3 separate regions of the Zea mays genome follow, and all the other regions are linked to region 1. A link is a contact called in public Hi-C data. All regions are on one chromosome and are shown on one strand. Each heading gives the region's core, a stretch centred on a gene start, on an enhancer-like site or on the middle of the called end of the contact. The rest is flanking DNA. Distances are from core to core; before and after follow the strand shown.

Region 1 (2,700 bases), core at 65-2,564:
CCCAACGGTGGCTGGACTGGGAGAAGAGGAAGAAGCAACCTGAACTCGAATTCAGGTGGTGGAAGCAACCTGAACTCAAACTCAGGTGGTGGAAGCAACATGAACTCGAATTCAGGTGGTGGAAGAGGAGGGATTCAGGGTACCAGAAGACAGAGGACAAATTACAACTGATAGTGATGTTGGGACATGCTTCGAAATAGGAGCGATAACTGATGAGATAAACAAACTTAATCCTTTGTCTTCCATTTTTTTTCTTTGTTTCTCTCGTATTATTAATCCTTTTGTAGCCTGTGGCTATTGGCACCTTGTCAAACATCTTCTCTCCGTTTCCCCTGAATTGTTATGCCTGGTTAATGTTACTTATTTTTAGTACCATCATCCACAAAGTATCTGTTAAATATAGTATTCTGGTTAAGTTGCTGAACTCCGCGGGTGCAGGCAAAAAAATTGATGCTGGCGGCAGTGCTGAAACTGTCTAAGCAATTGTATCAAGAAGCATGAGTATTCAAATATTTGTAGTATGCTATAATGTTGGAATTAAGAAACAGTTTATTTCTCTTGCACGCGTATCATAGCCAATTTAGAAGTTTGGAGGAACTAATAAGTTATATAATAAAATTCGCAAACATTGGAATGATTGGTTTATTTCGGTGCCTGACTACGCCACACCAATACATTACAGAGGAACATTACAACGCATGCATTGCCGGTAGATGGATACTCTAGGGTCTAGGCAAAGCTGCTTGAAATGCAGATGTACTAACTAGTTGTCGTCTCCGTAGGCGAGAAACCGGTAGCGCTCCTCGTACGGGCCGTCGAAGTAGAGGTCGGCCTCGAACCAGCGCGGGTACCTGACCAGATCCCCGGCCACGAAGTGCATGTAGTCGTCGCCGTGGACAGCGCCGGCGGGGATGACCTTCACCTCCCCGGACACGATGTACACGAGCTGGTCGACCTGCCAGTCCCACGGCATCCGGCACCGGCCACCCGTGCGCCACGACGACCACGTCTCCATGACCCGCAGCGCCTCCATCCGTGCCCGCGCCACCTCGCCTCGCTCCACGCGCACCTTGTACACGTCCTCCATGGGACGCCCCAGCAGCGCGCCGCCACCGCCTGCTGCCGCCGCCGCTCGTATCCTTACACCTCTTCGGCTACTGATGCTAGGAAGACTAGGAGGCAGCCTGTGCGCCGCGGGGAGCACGAGATGGAACCCGCCGGTACTGGCGGCGGCGGGCCTCATCGCGGGTACCCTATCCGTCTCCTATCCTTTCCTCTTCGGCTTGGGCTTTGGGTTGGGTTTGGCCTCCGTCCCTGTCCTGTCTGTTTCCCGAGTAGAGAACAAGAAATACGTAGGCCACCGGCGGCCCTGCTTGTCAGTGAAGTATTTTCTCTTTTTTTATAGAATATTATAGTATTGAAGATACTGTAGTATTTTTTTCTTATACAGTGTTTGGTAGTTTTTTTAAAAAAACTCTGTTTTCAAAACTGTAGTTTTGACTAAAATGCAGTACTTTCACAATTTTGTAAATATAGCTTCTGACCAAAGATTTTAATGCTACGGTAAAAAATTGTGGGTATGTATTGGCATTTTAAAACTATTGTATTACAAAACTGTAGTTTTCAAATACTTTATTCCCAAACATGGCCTTATCCTCTATTCCTCATATCCATGCTCTGCTTAGAGATGGCAACGAGACATGGTGGAGCTGACGTGAGAACTAGCCCTCTATTCCCGACCCGAACCGATTCCCCGTTCCTGCCTCGATATACTTAGGGCTTAGGGGCAGAGCTATAGCTTAGCACCAGTGTTAGCTGACACCAAGGGATTTCAAAATTTCTAGTATAAAATATTGTTTAAACATTGTGTGCTTAATGATGCTGACACCAGCGAATGTGGAGGCTGGCTTCGCCCCTGCTTAGGGGCTACTTTCGAAACTCAAAATCTTTCTTTGATTAAAAATTGCCAAACATGAACTAATTTTCTACCTTCAATCCCCTTTAATCCACTCCAAACCGAACAATGTTTAGGACCTCGGTTAGGGGTACATTTAGGGGATTGGAGGGGATTAAATCCCTTGCTATTTAAAATTGAAAAGAAGATTTAATCCCCTTTGATCCTCATGCAATCGAACAAGGCCTTAACGGGGACAAACACATCCCTATCCCAACACATCTTTGTTCCCTATTTGGGGATTGAACACTGAAGCACAAAAATCTCTTTATGATACAAACACAATTAGGGCACCAAATGCGTGATAACAACTATCGATATATCAATCATTAAGAGACAACAAAGATAAAAAAACATCATCATATATATGGTTTACTTATATATAATCTATTTATCACCTTAGGTGATAAACCAACAGCTGATCAGCTGAGTCCAAATAGACCCAACCGGTTCAACCAACCAACCAACTCGAGTGCGGTCTGGCTCAACCAACAACATGTGGGTGGTTAATGTGTTACCCGACGCGCTAAAAACCGTACCTGGAATGGCTAATTGAAACGTGCGATCGTTTGTTTGTTTTGCCCTCTAGTGGTTTTGCCATCGCGCGCTCTCCCACTCTCTTTGCGATCCTTGTCAGCGACAGAGTAGCTTTCGATGGGGATCTCGGGCGACGTGACTGAACAACGAGACTGATTCATCACGATGTGGAAGGTGAGTAATGTGATAGTTTAGGGTTTTGTTGATGG
Region 2 (2,700 bases), core at 29-2,528, 360 kb after region 1:
CATGCTGTCACTAAACATATGAACGGACGAATCAATTGCATGGCAGGTGCAGAGTTGGACAACTGTAATTAGCAATGGTTGAAACCAAAAGTTATGAAATGCACAAGCAGATAGGTGGTACAATCGGACCTATGGTAGGGACAGTGGAGAGAACTTCACCAATGTGAAGCTTATAGAGTATGGTGGTTTTCCCAGCTGCATCCAACCCAAGCATCACCACCTGAGGAAAAAAATAAGAGGCCAATCTATTAGAGGCATGTTCAGCTTAAAACGGATACTGGTTCTAATCTCCGATGATATAAAAAAAGAAGACTAAACATGTAAGGACAACCAAAAATCATCGTTAAGAAGACATGAGACATGATTGGAACACAGCCTGCCCTGCACTTGAATTGGCATCATGCTGTACACACTATGGCAACACCTAGTCCAGAAAATGAGTGAAGTAATAATACATCAATATATCATTTTACCCAGGTACAATTTGATCTTGTGTATGAAAGATCCAGCACGCTGTGGTTGGTAACACATTATTTAACTCTCTTTGGATGACTGGCAGCACGATGCAGAGATTGTTGTCGTTATAAATGATCCACTACTAGTAGATTACAAGAAATCAAATCTATAACCGTCTGAAACAGGTAAGGTTACCACAGGGCACTATAGCTGTATGTCTGGCTAGCATCATGACTCATTATTTCCCTGCTCTTGGATGTTAGTGATTGGTAGCCAAAACAGTGCTGGCAGATTGTTGACGGATCACATGACTCTAACCATTCAGTAGTAACTGAAATCAATGCCAAGAGAAATGGAGATAGGAGTGCGACAAGGCCACCAGCCACCACCGCCCTTGTGATTTGTGAACGGATCGGTTTATCGAGGAGCCCGATTCATTGCAGTATCCTGTCGAGATGGGAAGGGAGCGAGGGGAAACAGGAAGGAAGGAGACAGCGTACCCGCATCTCCTTGTTGCCGAAGAAGGCATCAAACAGCTTTCGGAAGGCCTGCCCCATCTCTTGACCTTGCCCCTCGATCCAACCGGATCTGGGAGGCCGCCGCGGGGAGAGAAGCGATGAGCAAGCGGCGCAGGCGGGGCGGGGAGGGCGGCACCTCGGAGGCAAGGTTCTAGAAGGTCGGAGGTCGGGCGGGCGAGCTAGGTTTCGGAAAAAGGATCGGCGGCAAGACGACGAGAGGTAGGGTGCGGTGCGGCCGTGGAAACCAGGACGGCGGATTCGCGCTGGCCTCACCTGCCTGGACCCCAGAGCGGCGAGGTCCACTGGATGCGATGCGATGCCGCATCGAGCGATCTGGACCGTCCTGTCTGTGTTCGCAAAGCGTGCGCGCGCACCGCCGGCCTAATTTCTGCTTGCCAAATTGGCAACTTTCGCGTTAGTTGCCCAGTTGCCCTGCATGGATACATGGTCAACATGGATAACTTTAGTTGATGCTCTGATGTTTGGTTATTAATTTGAATTATTAAATAAATTTAATATTCTAATTATAATATTAATATATCTATCTCTACTATATTAAAGCATCAGTTTCAACGATCATGTCACGCCATATTTTTATAAAGAATCCATTGTATTCATCTTTTTATAAATAATCTCTTGTATTTCTTCAAAATTAACTCGCGGTCCCAGATCATATCTCATCTATATCCTATTTGTTCGCACAGCATCATTCTCGTAGTTGTCGCTCTAGCAACAAACCCTGTCCATTTTGCAACATCTCCGCTCGCTTTTTTCGTCGTAGCGCATTGAATTTTAAGTGAAACAAACTATGCAATTGGAAATGAGTATAAGGCTCTATAAAAACGGAATATTTTTATTGTTTGATATGATACTCTAAAGACAAGAGCAAGTATGTATTTTCAATGAGCATGTTAAGCATTAGAGGATAAACTTGTTGTATTTGGTATTTCAAGAATGATCTTGTTAGGGTACTTGTGCTTTTCTATGTCTTACCAGTTCAATATATAGTATATGAACAATATGTTCACTTTGACATTAAATATATTTATTATGTTATTTTTATGTGGATGGTCCATTAAGACTCTCAAGTGTCACTTAGTCATCAATCAATATCATCAAATATGGTTGGGTACCATCGCAACGCACGGGGATTAGACTAGTTCTAATTATAAAGCTAATTATATAGATTAAGGACATGTCTGAAACCTATAGAGCTAATAATTAGCCAGTTAATATATTAATGAACTAATTGTTAGCTGTGAGATAACTAACAATTAGTTAAGGTATTAGTTGAGGATGTTTGGAACCTCTACAAGTAATTTTAGCAGCTAACTATTACCTCAAGACGTTCAAACATTGCCTAAGACTAAACGATAAGACAAACCTATTAATTCTAATTAGTCTATGATTTGATAAGTGATGTTATATTAAACATTTGTTAATCATAGATTAAATAGCCTTAATAAATTCTTATGTTCGTTTAATCTTTGTCTCTATAATTAGTTTTATAATTAAACTATAATTAATACTCGTAATTGATACTCAAATATTTGATGTGACACATAATAAATAACTTTAGCTAAAAGAACCAAACAACTACTTAGTTGGTCCTACATGATTGATGGACGATCGCTAATCCATCATCGAACCACTTTATGTCTTTCTCATTCTTCGTTTTCCTCATATGGGAACCACCATGATCTGGTTGCTATCATTTTCTCATTTC
Region 3 (2,700 bases), core at 111-2,610, 380 kb before region 1:
ATTAATGAAGAATTTAATGATAGTTATTAGGCATCATAACTGTTATTATTTTATTATATAAATTTGGTTAAACTTGAGATGCTTTGACTCTCAAAGAGAGTTGGAATGACATAATTTGGGAAGGATGGAGTAGTATAGTATAGTGAATGAAAAGCATTCCTGCCAATACAATTATTAAGGCACTCAATATGCTAGATTTAAAAATATGTGCCACTCACTCCAATGTTCTACTTTGTTGAACTGTGCAGACAAGTCAAATAGTCAATTTAGGCTATTCCCAGTGCACGGTATCATACTCATTTAATACATGTCAAGTAGGATAGAAAGATGATGCAGCATTTGAGTAAAGAGAAAAAAGAATAAAGTAGTATCTTGAGGGAGATAGCACTCTAGCACCAGATCATAACCATTGAGACCTGATACCTGAACCATGTAAGTGACCCACAATTCATACTCTCATATACATCTAGCATTTAATTGTCTTGTGGGGACTATGAAACAAGGACATGATACTATGCATTGGGATAACTATGTCTTCTATAGTAAGACATGAGTACATGATATAACAAATTTGGATATTGTGACAAGAAACAATGGGATGGAAATAGCCTTAGTTTCATGGTGCAAATTATAAGGAATGCTGAACGCAGTGTTCAGTTCAGTGCGATTCACAATGCATGACAATCCATACCAGTCATTTCTTCAAGCTAGTAGCATTACTGTGGTTGGTAGAAAAGCATGCTCACTAAGTTAGCCTGGACATTTACCTTGAGGTGTGCATTGTGGCGCTTGCCGGCCCTCCACCTGCGGACCTGTCCGTCTTTCATGGTTCTGAATCTGAACTTCATGGACCTAGCAATAAAAGCATAAAATCAGCTGCCTGAGGTGCCCGCCGAGAAGGTAAGAAGGGCAATGGAAAAGAATGGAGGCGATTACGAGGGGGCCTTCATCTTGTATTTCTTGACTTTGGATTTAGTGGGCGTGAGCGGAGCGCGCGACCTCTCCTTCTTGGCGTAGTGCCGCACTTGCTGATGATGCGCCGACTGCGCGACACGGCCCACGCAGGCAATCATCATTAAGGCGGTGGAAATTCAATGAGACGAGACAATACGAAAACTCACCGGAGGGCGGAAGGAAGAAGCGATGACCAGGTGGAAGAATCCCTGGAGAGAGTGGTGCCTGCGACAGGACAAGGAGAAAGGGACGGTAAAGGAGGGAGATTTGGGCATCAGGGGTGCCGGCAGCGGGCGGGCATGGGATGCTATGGCGGAGGTGGAGGACGAGAGGACGCAGCGGGCGAGGCCGCCGGCGGCGCACCACCACCGCCGCATTGATCTGCACCTCTCTGACTCAGTTTTCTGTTTGTGTGTGTGTGTGTTTGGCGGGCCTAGGGTTCCTCCATTTCGTTATGCGGTTCATCCATTCTTTCCGATGGAGCCCACCAAACTTTGAGCTCAAGGGCCTGTTTCATTTGGTTCGGCCCGATTGTCTCACCCCAGCCTAGACCCGCCACCGCAAAGGATATTTACTGTTTTTTTTCAACTTACTAGTTGTGTGCCCGTGCGTTGCAACGGGAACATATAATACCATTGATAGCTTATGTACGTTGGGATGAGCATCGACATATATCTGACCGGATCTTCTTCTTCCTTGGGGATCTGGAGAAAAGCATGTTCGGAAACCAAACATGTTAAGACCTGATCATGTGCTACCCTTGTGTCTCTGATCATCATTAGCACATTGTTCGACGCTTGTATGAGTCTTGTTAATTTGCATGACTTGTGCATAGTCTCTCAACCATTAATTCATTATGGTATACAGAATTCGTGTGAGTTGTGACAAACATTATCAAATTCATATAAATTATTTTAAAGAATCAATATAGAGTTTTATATGATAGAGAAATACATGTGGATTAAAAAATGCTAAACAAAAGATCTAAAATATAACAGTTCGATCAAGTTGCATAAGATGTACAATTCTCCAATTGCTTCTGCATTTGCAAGTCCACCTTTCTATGTTATCTTTGCTATTTCTGACTTAATAGAATCCAAATAGTATTGAACACTAAGAAAACTACAAAATGAGATGGAGTTGTGTTGACTGAAAAACATATGTATGTAGCATTTGGAATAAAAAAATACACTTAAAGTATTCAAGTACCAGATAATGCCAGACAAGGGATTAATTCCACAGAGCAAAGTACAAAATCCATGACAAGATATTTCATAATAGATTTAAAAAGGAAGGCTTTTGCTTAAAATATGAGGCCTTAATCTCAAAATGTGTATATGTGATATTGAACGGGTCACCACCAATGCCTACACAAGTTGACTGCCCCAAACCTACAGCTGTTGTTTGAAATACTCGTCAACAGAAATCAGACATGCATTAACCAAACATAGTTAGGTGCTCGTGCGTTGCCACGACTCACAAATTATTAATCTTTATTTTTGCATAATTTTAGATTTTTACCGTTTAAATGTGGGAGAGGAGAGAGAGGTGAATGGAATAGTAAAGAGAAGATTTATAAGAAATAGGGATCTGCACCAAGAACATAAACACAAATTAATTAGCATATTCTTGCCCCCTCAAGTTAAAATCATGCATCAATAGTACGACAACAATATAAATCTGGTGTGCATACTACAGAACAGGAATGTAGGCATTACCTTAATTAAAAAAGTAATGTGCTAGTAT

The links. A called contact is a pair of places that touch in the nucleus more often than the background predicts.
Region 2: a Hi-C map of ear shows a contact between it and region 1, with 2.5 times the contacts expected there. The contact joins the promoter of LOC100192068 here to the promoter of LOC100277516 in region 1. A contact is called at or near these places in 4 of 25 Hi-C or Micro-C datasets (bundle sheath, ear, leaf and 1 more).
Region 3: a contact with region 1 is called in a Hi-C map of ear, with 2.9 times the contacts expected there. The contact joins the promoter of LOC100283274 here to the promoter of LOC100277516 in region 1. A contact is called at or near these places in 3 of 25 Hi-C or Micro-C datasets (ear, leaf and tassel).

Annotation. Positions count from the first base shown.
Region 1 is chr1:108,128,715-108,131,414 of Zm-B73-REFERENCE-NAM-5.0, forward strand. LOC100277516 (plastid transcriptionally active 18) reads right to left here and starts at 1,315. Exons shown (of 1, transcript NM_001151050.1): 1 at 534-1,315. The coding sequence starts at 1,243. The coding sequence ends at 764. It overlaps LOC100191396 (putative RING/U-box superfamily protein), which reads left to right. Exons shown (of 1, transcript NM_001136830.1): 1 at 1-374. The coding sequence ends at 171.
Region 2 is chr1:108,493,513-108,496,212 of Zm-B73-REFERENCE-NAM-5.0, forward strand. It overlaps LOC100192068, which reads right to left and starts at 1,279. Exons shown (of 6, transcript NM_001294310.1): 1 at 957-1,279; 2 at 130-220. The coding sequence starts at 1,013.
Region 3 is chr1:107,745,728-107,748,427 of Zm-B73-REFERENCE-NAM-5.0, forward strand. It overlaps LOC100283274 (ribosomal protein L35p-like), which reads right to left and starts at 1,361. Exons shown (of 4, transcript NM_001156176.1): 1 at 1,122-1,361; 2 at 937-1,043; 3 at 768-852. The coding sequence starts at 1,331.